3 separate regions of the Sus scrofa genome follow, and regions 2 and 3 are each linked to region 1. Evidence: chromatin contacts called from public HiChIP or PLAC-seq and promoter capture Hi-C data. All regions are on one chromosome and are shown on one strand. Each heading gives the region's core, a stretch centred on a gene start, on an enhancer-like site or on the middle of the called end of the contact. The rest is flanking DNA. Distances are from core to core; before and after follow the strand shown. Region 1 holds the start of TRAF7 (E3 ubiquitin-protein ligase TRAF7). Region 2 holds the start of TSC2 (tuberin). Region 3 overlaps PKD1 (polycystin 1, transient receptor potential channel interacting).

Evidence for each region. Promoter capture Hi-C pulls out the DNA fragments that hold promoters and counts their contacts. HiChIP or PLAC-seq counts read pairs in DNA pulled down with a chosen protein or histone mark.
Region 2: a contact with region 1 is called in an H3K27ac HiChIP or PLAC-seq map of skeletal muscle. The contact joins the promoter of TSC2 here to the promoter of TRAF7 in region 1. A contact is called at or near these places in 2 of 5 promoter capture datasets (fetal liver and liver) and 2 of 2 datasets of contacts at active chromatin or transcription factors (alveolar macrophages and skeletal muscle).
Region 3: a contact with region 1 is called in a promoter capture Hi-C map of fetal liver, with 2.0 times the contacts expected there. The contact joins the enhancer-like site here to the promoter of TRAF7 in region 1. A contact is called at or near these places in 3 of 5 promoter capture datasets (fetal liver, fetal skeletal muscle and liver), 5 of 47 Hi-C or Micro-C datasets (embryonic fibroblasts, fetal liver, fetal skeletal muscle and 2 more) and 2 of 2 datasets of contacts at active chromatin or transcription factors (alveolar macrophages and skeletal muscle).

The regions. Positions count from the first base shown.
Region 1 is chr3:39,826,283-39,830,406 of Sscrofa11.1, forward strand. It overlaps TRAF7 (E3 ubiquitin-protein ligase TRAF7), which reads right to left and starts at 2,168. Exons shown (of 21, transcript XM_003124733.4): 1 at 1,973-2,168.
Region 2 is chr3:39,933,852-39,937,975 of Sscrofa11.1, forward strand. TSC2 (tuberin) reads right to left here and starts at 1,728. Exons shown (of 42, transcript XM_003354671.4): 1 at 1,604-1,728; 2 at 874-1,040. The coding sequence starts at 1,011. NTHL1 (endonuclease III-like protein 1) reads left to right here and starts at 1,768. Exons shown (of 7, transcript XM_021086781.1): 1 at 1,768-1,961; 2 at 3,372-3,610. The coding sequence starts at 1,823.
Region 3 is chr3:39,894,933-39,899,056 of Sscrofa11.1, forward strand. PKD1 (polycystin 1, transient receptor potential channel interacting) reads left to right here. Exons shown (of 46, transcript NM_001246202.1): 39 at 109-221; 40 at 430-577; 41 at 694-819; 42 at 1,021-1,195; 43 at 2,007-2,297; 44 at 2,371-2,505; 45 at 2,584-2,889; 46 at 2,985-4,124. The coding sequence ends at 3,464. TSC2 (tuberin) reads right to left here. Exons shown (of 42, transcript XM_003354671.4): 42 at 3,992-4,124. Among named protein-coding and RNA genes, the nearest start is that of TSC2, 39 kb to the right of the region's middle. Within about 2 kb of position 1,804, at least 36 of the 83 cell types and tissues checked have an H3K27ac peak or open chromatin away from gene starts, as enhancers often do. A contact at or near this core is called in alveolar macrophages, embryonic fibroblasts, fetal liver and 1 more, where this site is marked.

The sequences.
Region 1 (4,124 bases), core at 918-3,417:
CACTGGCAGCAACTCCTTCTTGGGAACTGAAAACGGAGGCCCAGAGGCTACCCCAGGTTCAGCCAGCCACGGAGAGAGGTCACGCGGAGGTGGACCAAAGCCGTGTCCCTTCTGTTTCCCCTGCTGCCACCGGCAAATCAAGGAGCCCCACCATGCATGTAAGCCAGCCCCACACCAAGCCAGGCCAGCGAGTGGCTGGAACACGGGGTATGGGCTGCCGAAGCCTCCCAACCACTCTGGCCCTTCGACTGTGTCTCCTTCCATCCCCCGAGCTGCCCATTTCTTTGTCCAGCCAGCTGGCCAAGGGGCATGCCCACTGCATCCCAGGCCCTATGCTAGAGAGAGGGGACATGGGGACAACTGACAAAGACTCTGACCCTGGGGAAGCTAGGAGCCTGGTGGGGGAGGCAGAGGCTTGGAAGTGGTACTGAGCTCTCTTTGACCTGCCAAAGGCACTCTTCTGTGGGTTCCTCTTTCTCCTAAGTCGATACCGAAAACTCTGATCTTCTCCATTCCTTTCCAGAAAGACACAGCCACAGCGGACTTACGGAAGGGAGCCTCAGTTTGGGGCCCTGCCTTCCCACCAGTTGTCTCATTCAGTCAGGCGGCCCATCTCCCTGCTCTCCCCCAGAAGGAGCATCTGGCTTCCTGGAGATTATGCTGCGATAGGATGCAGGCACCTTGAGACACAGGGACTGGGGCTTCCATGGGCAAACCTGAACGCCCAGAGCAGTGCCAGTGGGGATTTGTGATGGGGGGGGGCAAGAAAGGAATGAGGAAGAGGGAGGCCACGCACTTGGCCAAGGCCCAAGCCAGGTGAGAGGGCCTACGTGTGCTTGGGGGGGGGGGCGACCGGAGAAGGGTGGGCTGACGGGCTGGGCAGCACAGGGCTCTGAGCAAGGGGCGCAGCGATGCTGAGTGGCACCCTTCCCCTCCTCCCAGGGCAGGGTGCCATCCGGCAGGACCCCAGACTCGGCCCCAGCTGATGGCCCTGGCCTGGCTCAAGACAACCAGGCCAGGTCAACAGACTTGGAGAGAGGGCCCCACCCCCCTCTTCCCAGCCTCCTCACTCTCACCGACTTCCCCACTGAAGCCAGCGGGCCTCCTCCACACACAACCAGAGGCTTCTTACTGGACTTAGACCTGATGGCCGCTCTCCTGTGCTGGATCTCCCAACAGCCTCCCTTGTCAGCACAGGACAATCCCCGTGAGGCCTCCCCGACTTCACCTCTCCCTCCTTGCTGGTGTCTGCCAAGCTTTCTCACTCTAGGCCTTTGCATCTCTTGCTCCCTTTGCTCAGCAAGCCCTTCCAGAAACTCCCCAGGCCAGACAGACTGCTCACTGCACCGCCCCCTCCCCAAGCCATTCAAGAGCCCCCCAGGACTCTCTCAACGCCAGGTTTCTTTCTTTCGCGGCACTTATCACAACCCCTCAGGACTGTCTCTGTGTATGGTCAGTCCCCCCCACTTTCTAGATCCCTGCTTCTCAAAGGGGGAATGCATGGAAATGTTTGGAGACATTTTTGGTTGTCGCATTGAGAAGGACAGGATACTGGTTTCTAGAAGGTGGCGATCAGGGACGCTGCTCAACATTCTACAAGGCACGGAAGGGAATGATGGCCACGAAGTGTCAAGAGTGGTGAGACTGAGAAACCCTGCGCTCAGAGAAACCCTAAGAGCCTAAGAGAACGAGGGTCACACTCTCCGTAGTCTCCCGGCGCCTATAACAGTGCTGGGCACCCGGCGGCGATCAGTAAAGGCAGGAAGAAGGAATGAATAAGGAGAGTATGGAGGAAGGGAGCGAGCGACGGACCAGCTGATGGACAGACAGGGAGATCCCGGCGGGCCTCAGCCCCGCCCCCCAAACGCGACCCCCCCCCCCTTCCCGGGCCCCCAACACGCCCTCTCCCCCGGCCCCACCGCGCGGCCCCAAGGCGCGAGCCCCAGACCCAGTACGCCGCGCAGACACTCACCCGCCCGTGGCCGCTCGAGAACGGCAGCACCACCCTCCCGCTTCATCGTGCCCCTCGGCCGCTGTCCGGGAAAGGGACTGGACGCTCGAGCCGGAAGCGCTCTGGCGCTGCGCCCGCCGGGATTCGTAGTTCCCTGGCTCCCGGGACCCGCGGCGGCAGCCTTACGGGAGGTTCTTAAGAAACTATGACTTCCGGCGGGCTCTGACGTCGCAGAGCCGGATTGGTGACTTCGGAATCACTCTATGTTGCAGATCGGAGTCTGATTGGTTTTGTACATCCGTCGTTCACAGTTGGGTTCAATGGCCTCTGCAAAAGGGTGGAGTTTCGGCTGTCAGGTCCAGGAGACCGCCCCCAAAAGAAATGCCAAGGCGCGATTGGTAGAGACCGGGGAGTAGAGAGCGGAGCGTATCAGCGGTGAGGAGGGCAAATACTTCCGCCCGGCTTGCCCAATCGCAGAGGTGAGGCAGTTTCTATAAAAGCTTGAGCCTCGCACCCTCGCATTCTTTCGGAATCAAGGAAGAGATCGGTGTGCTCATTCTTCCTACCTCTGTGCACCACGGTCCCGGGAGGACCTGGGCCCGAGGTGGGCCGCGGAGGTGGCCTAAACCCGCCGGCCGACCTAGCCCCCAGGTCCAGCCTCCGTCTGAGCTCCTCCGTGGCCCTCAGCATTCTATACGTTCCTGCCCCCACTTCCCAGTTCTGTCCCGAACCTCCAGCGGTACTTCTCCCTACAGGTAAGGCTGGGCTGGGCCTGCTTACTCCTTTCAGCTCTGAGCCTATGATGAATTGCTTTGACTTCTGACACCTCGTATGAAAGCTGCACGTGCAGTCTGATTATTTTTGCAAGACTGAGGCTTCAGGGTGAGCGCCCTTAAAAGACCTGGGGGTGAAAACAGGCCTTGGCAGAATTGGGTTTCGGTCTACATTTGGGCGCTGTCTGTCTTTCAGGAACATCGGTGACCTGGCAGAAGACTGCGAGGCAAATCATCCATGGGGGCCTGGTTAATAAGGTGGGAGTCCATGTCTGTCCAGAGTGCTCAGCAGTGAAGCAGAGGTGGTGAGTTGATGGGAACGCATGTGTTTCACTCTCACACCTGTTGGTGTTAGGAACGGAAACCAGACCCGGGTGAGTCAGAACAGGGCATTAATCATCGTCCAAAACAGGACGCCTGCTCCCAAGGAATAGGAGGATAGAGCTCCCTTGAGATCCTATACTTTGCTTTCGCCACTGAGGCACTCTGAGATCCAGAAACATCTGCCCTTCAGGCATATGCCATCTCACTGGCACATTTCCAGAATGAGGCTAAAACCCGGGACAACCAAAGGTGGAAAGGTGATACACCTCTATATGCCTCAGGACCTCAGGCCCTAATCACATACTGGAAGGAGGGATCCCCTCCTCCCAACTGCAGCCCCCTTGGAAAGGGCCATAACCGGTCACCTCTCCACCCCTACATTGGTCTGTGTTTCTGGACCGGAAAGCTGGATAGACCACTCCCCAGCTAAGGCGAGCTCCAGGAGAGACCAGTGGGATTCCCCACTACACCTGCGAGCCACTTGGAGACTTCCGCTAGCCCTTAAGCCTCGGCTAAGTAGACATGTCCCTCGTGATCGGCAGTAGACCAGGCCTAGTCTCTGGACCCACCCCTGGGAATGGGGACCAGTCTCCTAGCAACACTTAGACCCTCGCAAACCATACCTGCTACCCAACTGAACACTCATAGTTGGTATGTCCAGCCCGTCCCTGGACATTCTGGGCCACTGTTCCAGCCCAACTAGTTGCCAAAATCCGACAAACGCCCCTGGCAGAGGAGTGGCATTTGGGGCAAGGGGAGAACATTTTTTTGCCCTTGGTGTCAACAGTTGGTGGCATTAAAAGCCAAAGCCTCTGCTTTTTCTCCCAAGTGAGTTTTTTCCCAGCTGACTAACTTGCCCCAGGAAACCTTCCCCATTTGCGCTGAGAAAAGTGGGCCTGGGAAGCATGCAGAGGTCTGGGTACGGGGTAACCTTGGCCATCAGGACCAGGAAGCACAGGGCCATGGAGGGTCTGTCAACTTGAACTGAGGCCCTGTGACGCTCCCAAAGCTGACACTATCTGGCTGTCTTCGCTTAAGCTTTCCTCTAATGCCGTCAGCCTGTCCTCGAGCACTCT
Region 2 (4,124 bases), core at 478-2,977, 110 kb after region 1:
CCGGGTTCATTAACCACTGAGCCACGACGGGAACTCCAACGTGGGCCTTTTAAATCAGCTTCTTTCACTTAGTATAATGTTTTCAAAGCTCATCTGTGCTGTTACATGTATTATTTCTTTATCCCCTTTTTGCAAAACAATACTCCACCATACGGATGTATCAAGTTTTGTTTAGACTTTCACCAGCTGAAGAGCATTACTTTACAAGTGCAAAAATCCAATGCTGTTAATGGGCAAAGCGCCACATAGGCATGCCGTAGGGCGATTACAACCCCGGCAAAAGAGTGAAGACTTAACCACTCCCAGGAACTCACTGATTACCAGTTAACACGGGGCCAGGAATTCCCATTGTAGCACAGCAGAAACAAATCCAATTAGTATCTATGAGGACTTGGGTTCAATCCCTGGCCTCGCTCAGTGGGTTAAGGATCTAGGGTTGCCACGAGCTGTGGTATAGGTCGCAGATGCTGCTCAAATCTGGCACGGCTTCGGCTGCGGTGCAGGCCGGCAGCTGTAGCTACAATTCCACCCCTAGCTTGGAAACTTCCATATGCCACAGCTGCAGCCCTAAAAAACAAAAAAACAAAACAAAACACATCTGGCCATAACCCTCATCACCGGTGGCCACTCTAGTGCTTGGGTCAGATGCAGCAAAACAGATTCGCTCACATCAACCTTTTAATAAAACTCGACCAAGCTGCACCAAGTCACCAAGAATGACCTCCTTAGTCTCCAGAGCGAGATGCACGTCACCGTGTTCCTGGGGACAGCCAACCCCACAGATGGTCATCACAGGCCCTGGTGACAGACCCACCCCACCTTCGCCTGCACCGCCCACGAAGCTAGCAGAGAAGATACAGGCAGCTCACTCACTCTCAGGATTTCCGCCGTGATGATAAACTCCGTCTGTTTGCCCTCTGCGGACCGGGGGTTTGGCCTTGAAGTGCCCAGTCCCAGGAGAATCTTGAACTTCTCCTTCAGGCCTGAATCTTTGCCAGTCGGCTTGGCCATGCTGGGCAGGGACGCACCAGAGGCCTCCTCTGTGGGGAGAATGGCGCACGGAGGCCTCAGCGACATCTCCACCTACCTGTCCCGCTGCGGACCTCCAGCCGCCCGGGAGGCCCAGGTCCCAGGTGGGCACGGCCTTTCCACCCACAGGCCCTGGGAGGCCTCAACTACAGCCCGGTCGCCGCACAGAAAGGGACCTGGGAAATGCCAGGCGGCCGGCCCGCGCCGCCCAACTCGGTGCACCGAGTGAGCGAGGGGAACTGGGGGCGGGGGCGGCCGCCGTGGGGTCCAGGGAGCCCTGACGTTTGCCATTTTTCTTCTCCCCACGTGAGGGAGGACTGCTAGGGGACGCCGACAACAGAGACCCCCGTCGCACCCGCCATGACTGAAAACCAAGGAACACTTGGAGCTCCAGGCGCAAGCTGCGGTGGGCGCTGCCGAGGGCCGGGCCGGACCCTGCGGGGTCCGCCCCCGCCGCCTCAGCACCGAGCAGGCCCGGAGAGGCGGCCCTCCCAGCTGCCTCCTCGGGGCCAGCCACCCCCCCGCCGCCCGGTCAGAGCTGGCACCAGCGGACGGGAGGCCGCGAGCCACTCACCACTCGGCGCTCCCTCCGCGCGCCGGGCAGCCCCGGCACGGAGAACCCAACACACCCCCACGCCCCAAGCTGTCGCCGGAAGCGAGACCCGCACTTCCGGCAGCGGGAGGGTGCCGCGGGCCTCCGCGGGGCTTGCTGGGAGTCGTAGTTCTGGGCCGGGCTCGGGTGAAAAGCCTGGCGAGAGTCCAGGACGGAAGGGGGGCCGCAGGGGCTGCTGGGATGTGTAGTCCGCAGGAGTCCGGCATGAAGGCGGTGGGCGTGAGGATGGTGACCCGCAGCCGCAGCCGGGGACCCGTGGCCGGGCCGCGGGGGGTTGGGGAGGACGCCGTGCGGCTCCGGATGGGAGAGGCGGCTGCAGGTAGCGCTGCTCCCGGGCTGGGGCACAGGAGGAGAGGCAGATGAGGGGGCCAGACGGACTGGGAGCCGGGGTCCACGGCCGCACCTAGGGTTCAGCGCCGCGCGGACTGGCGCATGGCAGCCGCCGGCGAGCTCCCGGGCCCCACGTGGGGCCCCGTTTCTGCCCTGCTCCCGCTTCCCAAGAGACAGGCGCTGGGTTCCTGGCGTTCCTACCTTCCCCCCGCCCTCGTCCTCTTCAAGAAAGTTCTCCCCTTCCCAGCTAGCATGCCCTAAGGTATTCCACTTGTGCCAGGCCAATGGCGAGGCGAACCGGCCCTGTCTCATAGCCGCTTCCAGCTCAAGCCGAGTGCCCAGGATGCTCCCAGCCAGTTTTCTCCCCCTGCTAGAGGTTGCCGGAAATAGCATGGCCCTCGTTGTTTACACGGTTGTTACAGAATCACACAAGTTCTTATTAAGGACGTCCTTTGGGCCAAGCGTGGGACTCAGCGGTGGGTGAGAGTGACAGGGCCTCTGCCACTTGTCCTGCCTGGATATCTGCAGGATTGGCCAGAGGGGGACTCCCACAGACACCCGGAGACCCCAGGAGTAATCCAGACAAGATGACATATATAAGCATTGCAGGGGGCACGGGCATGCGGTGATGCCAGGCAGAGGGGCAGAAGCTTGGTGCCAGGACAGAGTTTGGAGTTCATCATGAGTACAGGAAAAAAAACCAATGAGAATTTTTAAACAGGAAGTGACACCATTCAATGTGGACTTTTTTTTTTTTTTTTGACTGTTTGACTTTTTGCCTTTTGTAGGGCCGCTCCCGCGGCACGTGGAGGTTCCCAGGCTAGGGGTCTAATCGGAGGTGTAGCTACTGGCCTACACCACAGTCACAGCAACGCCAGATCCAAGCCACTTCTGCGACCTACACCACGGTTCACGGCAACACCAGATCCTTAACCCACTGAGCAAGGCCAGGGATCGAACCCGCAACCTCATGGTTCCTAGTCAGATTTGTTAACCACTGCGCCACGACGGGAACTCCTCGATGTGGATTTTAGAACGTTCTCTCTGACAGTGTAGGCCAGCTTGGGGGCACCGTGGGGAAGGCCTCGTGCACTAAAGTGGCCTTGGGTCACAGGAGCCAAGTGGAATACCCTAGCGTACTGCTGATGGGAAGGGGAGAACTTTCTTGAACAAGACGAGGGTGAGGGGGATGGAAAAGACCAGAACCCAGCGCCTGTCACAGCCCGCAGGGTGGCGGACCCGGCCTGGAGTCCCTGCCGCAGAGGCCAGGGCACCCTGGCTGTTGTAGAGGATGCTCGTGGTTAAATGAGCTGCGAGGGAAGAGATGGCAGGTGGGGCAGCCCCAGACCTTCGCCTCACCTGGAGCCTCTCTGAAGAGACCCACTGGCACTTTTTGCAGAAGGAAGGAAAAGCTGCAGCCCCGTGAAGCATCCACAGAAGACCCAAAGGCTCAAAGTGGCCTATGAGGCCCCAGGAGGTGAGAAAGGAGAGGGGACCGAGCCGCTCGTGGCGCCAGGCTGGGAGCCTCCGGACTGGCGGAAGCAGCTGGAGAACATCCGGGCCATGCGGAGTGGGAGGGACGCACCCGTGGACCAGCTGGGGGCTGAGCACTGCTACGACCCCAGTGCACCCCCAAAGGTAGGCAGACACCCATCTGTCGGGTGACCCCCTTCGGAACAAGGCACCTGCCACCTCTCAGGGCGCCAGCAGGGCACAGCCTGACACCTGGCTGGCCGCCTCCCCTGTTGGCAGCACCCTGCGGTGACTCACACCCGGGGTATGGCGCGTTGGGCAGCCTCGCCTGCTTCGCTGTGGCCACTCAGGGGTACTTGTGTTGGGGTACTTGTGCCTTGAGGCCCCGGGCTCTGCCTTCTGCCAGCTGTGCTGGCGCCTCAGACATCAAGGGTGTTCAGTAACCTTTGCTGAGAGAGATCCTTACATCTCACTGGCCCAGAGCCTGGTCCCAAGACCAACCTGATTCTAATCCCAGCTCTGCTGCCCGGTGACTTGGACCTCCGTTGCCTGTCTGTAAGGCAGACCGTAGCGTCCTTTGTGAAGCGACAGTAACTGTGGCAGCCCAGGCCGCTGAGCAGTGACGTCCTGCCACGTGTGATTCTTAGCTCGGTAGTCATTCCTTAAACCTCATGGGGAT
Region 3 (4,124 bases), core at 554-3,053, 68 kb after region 1:
GTGCCTCCCCTGGGGCAACACTGGCAGCCCCCTGTTGGCTGGTTCTCTGACCCCAGTGGGTTCGGGGAGCTGAGGCATGGAGCATGTGACTCTGTCTGGCACGGGCAGGTCTGATGAGTTCTGGCCCTGGATGTCCCACGTGCTGCTCCCCTACATCCACGGGAACCAGTCCCGACCGGAGCTGGGGCCCCCACGACTGCGGCAGGTGCGGCTGCAGGAAGGTGAGTGGGAGAGGGGCACTCTGCCACTTATCCCTGCTTTTTCCCAAAGAGAAGCCTTTGGGTGACCTCCCTGCCTCCGGGACAGTGTCATCTACCTTCTGGGCTGCTGGGAGGGTCGCTGCCATCACTCAGGGCTGAGCCCTGGGGGCAGGTAAACAGCCAGTGCTCCTGGTTTGGTCCTGCTCATTCTCTGGCCTTCTGCTTTCAGCGCTCTGCTCGGACCTTCCCGGCCCAGGGGCCCTCACGTGCTCGGCAGCCTCCGGTGGCTTCAGCACCAGCGACTATGGCGTTGGCTGGGGGAGCGTTACCCACAACGGCTCCAAGACGTGGGCCTACTCTGCCCCGGACCTGCTGGGGTGAGCGGGGAGGGCGGGCCAGGGTGCCTGGGGCGTTGGGAGAGCGCTCCTCGCGGAGCCCCGCCTGTTCCCGGGTTCCTGCGGGGCAGCGCTCTGACACTGCCCCCTCCCGGCAGCGTCTGGTACTGGGGGTCCTGCGCCGTGTATGACAGCGGGGGCTACGTGCAGGAGCTGGGCCCCAGCCTGGAGGAGAGCCGCGCGCAGCTGGGCTTCCTGCAGCTGCACAACTGGATCGACAACAGGTGGGTGCTCTGCACGCCCACGCCCCAGCCTTGCTGTTCCCAACGAACCCCCCCAGTGCACCTCACCCTCCTCCTCCACCCGCTGCCCAAGCCCCTGCCTCTGCCAAGGCCCCCAGCTTCTCCGCGGCGCAGGTCCTCCCCTCTCGGCCTTGACCCCTTCCCACCCGCTTGGACTCCGGCCCCACCGTGCCCTCTGCGCAGGAGCCGTGCGGTGTTCGTGGAGCTCACGCGGTACAGCCCAGCCGTGGGGCTGCACGCTGCTGTCACGCTACGCCTCGAGTTCCCTGCAGCCGGACAAGCCGTGACGGCCGTCAGTGTCCGCCCGTTTGCGCTGCGCCGCCTCAGCGCTGGCCTCTCAATGCCACTGCTCACCTCGGTAGGTCCTGCCACCCCTCACGGTTCCACCCAACCCCGCTCCCTCGTGGCCAAGGCCTGGCTCTGATACCGCCCACTGCCCCGCCCAGCCGGACCCCGCCCTGTGCTGACACCACCCCCCACAGATCCTGACTCCACCCTTTCCCTGCCCCGCCCACCCCAGGCCAGTCCCTCCCTCTCGTGGCCCCGCCCCACCCGGCTTGGCCCCGCCCACCTCGGCTCTGACACCGCCCCCCAGGCCCTGACTCCACCTTCTCCCTGCCCCGCCCGCCCCAAACCAGTCCCTCCCTCTCGTGGCCCCGCCCACCTCGGCTCTGACACCGCCCCCACAGGCCCTGACTCCACCCCCACGCTTCCCCACACAGCCAGCCTGACCCTGCCCTCTGCGGCCACCGCCCACCCCAGCCCGACCCGCCTCCACATGACCCCGTCCAACCGGGCTCTGCGCCCTCAGGCTGCCCTGCCCACACTGCACAGGCCCTTACTTCACCCCCCACACTGCCCTCGTGGCCCAGGCCGGGCCCTGACAGTGCTCCGCTGCCCCGCCCAGCCTGACCCTGCCCTGCGTGGCTCCGCCCACCGCAGCGCGGCCCCTCCCGATCCAGCTCGGGCACCACCGCCCACAGGCCCTGACTCCACCCTTGCGCTGCTCCGCCCACCCCAGCCCCGTCTGTGCCCCCTGGTGGCCTCAGCCGGCTCTGACACCCCCTTGCTGTACCCCCGACTCCAGTCTGTTCTGCCCCGCGCGGCCCTGCCCACCCTTGTCCGGCCCTGACCCCGCCCCACTGTGGCTGCGCCCCGGTCCTCTGCAGGTGGGCCTGCTGCTGTTCGCGATGTACTTTGCTGTGGCTGAGGTGCGCTCCTGGCGTAGAGAGGGGCGTGTGCGTGCCAGGAGGCCTGGGACCTGGGCGCGGTGGCTGCTGGTGGCACTGACAGCGGCCGCTGCGCTGGTGCGCCTGGCGCAGCTGGGCGCCGCTGACAACCAATGGACCCGCTTCCTGCGCCGCCGCCCGCACCACTTCACCAGTTTTGAGCAGGTGGCCCAGCTGAGTGCGGTGGCCCACGGCCTGGCTGCCTCACTGCTTTTCCTGCTCTTGGTCAAGGTGAGAGCTGGGCCGGTGGACCCGGGAGGGTGCTTCTGGGTAAGGTTGGGCCACTGATGCCCTTTGCCCACAGGCAGCCCAGCAGCTGCGCTTTGTGCGCCAGTGGTCCATTTTCGGCAAGACGCTGTGCCGGGCCCTGCCAGAGCTCGTGGGTGCAGCCATAGGTCTGGTGGTGCTCGCTGTGGCCTACGTGCAACTGGCTTTTCTGGTAGGTCCTGGCAGGGGGAGGCCATCAGAGGGGCCTTTAGCCCCGGGCTGCCTGTCACTCGTGCCGTCTTTCCCCCAGCTGGTCTCCTCCTGTGTGGACTCGCTTCGGAGTGCCGCCCGGGCCCTTTTGGTGCTGTGCCCTGGGGCCGGGGGTCCTGCCCTGTGTCCGGACGAGTCCTGGCGTCTGTCCCCCTTGCTGTGCACAGGGCTCTGGGCCCTGCGGCTGTGGGGCGCCCTGAGGCTGGGTGCCATCCTCCTGCGGTGGCGGTACCACGCTTTGCGCGGGGAGCTCTACCGCCCAGCGTGGGAGCCCCAGGATTATGAGATGGTGGAACTGTTCTTACGCAGGCTGCGCCTCTGGATGGGCTTCAGCAAGGTCAAGGAGGTGGGTACGGCCCAGTGGGGGGGAGAGGGACGCACCCTGGGCCCAGTGGAGCCCAGGGTGCAGCCGGACTGACCGAGCCCCTGTGCCGCCCCCAGTTCCGCCACAAAGTCCGCTTTGAAGGGGTGGAGCCACTGCCCTCCCGCTCGTCCCGGGGCTCCAAGTCTTCTCCGGACGTGCCACCGCCCAGTGGAGGGTCTGATGCCTCTCGCCCCTCCACCTCCTCCAGCCAGCTGGATGGGCTGAGTGGGGGCCTGGGCCGGCCGGGGGCCCGAGGGGAGCCGGAGCCCGAGCCCGAGCCCTCCCGCCTCCAAGCCGTGTTTGAGGCCCTTCTTGCCCAGTTTGACCGACTCAACCAGGCCACGGAGGACGTCTACCAGCTGGAGCGGCGGCTGCAGAGCCTGCGTGGCCGCAGGAGCCGTGAGCCCCCAGCTTCACCAGCCCCCGGGCCTTCCCCAGGCCCACTGCCAGTCTTGCCCAGCCGCCTCGCCCGGGCCAGCAGAGGCACGGGCCTGGCTACGGGCGCCAGCAGGGCATCCCTACTGGCCAAAAACAAAATCCACCCCAGCAGCACTTAGCCCCAGGGGGGCCTGGGCTCATGCCTCTTCCCTGGGCTGGGTCTGTGGCTTCCACTCTGGCCCCTCGGAGCCAGAGCCGACACCGCTCAGTATTACTACCTTCTGCCACCCTGGAGGCCTGGGGCCAGGCAGAACGGCTGCACGCAGGTCCCACCAGAGCAGGCAGCCCCGTCTGCACCTCTGTGGGCTTCAGCACTTTAATGGCCGCGTGGCCAGTGAAGACCCAGGGTCCCCTCCCCAGTCCCCTGTGGGAGGGCACAGCAGTACTGGACTGAGTGCCCAGCCTCCGAGACGCTAATTTATTTCCCGAGTCCTCAGGTACAGCGGGCTGTGCCCGGCCCCACCTCCTGGGCAGACATCTCCCCCTTGCTAAGGACCCTGGCTGCGGGGAGGGAACCCGTACCCCCCGTCATCCTCCCCCTAAGTTATTACCTCTTCTGTCCCCCGCTGCGTGCACTCACCTCCAGCTGCCGCTGTGCGCCGCTGTGCGTCTATCGTCAGTAATTTATGTGGGGTTAAAATGTATATATTTTTGTAAGTCGCTTTATTTCTCAGTAGGGCCAAGGGGCCTGAGGGCTGAAGCAGCCTGTGCCCATGGTCGCCTGCCTGGAGGAGAAGCTGGGGCTGCAGAGCTGGCCTCCCTCCCCAGATATATGCCCC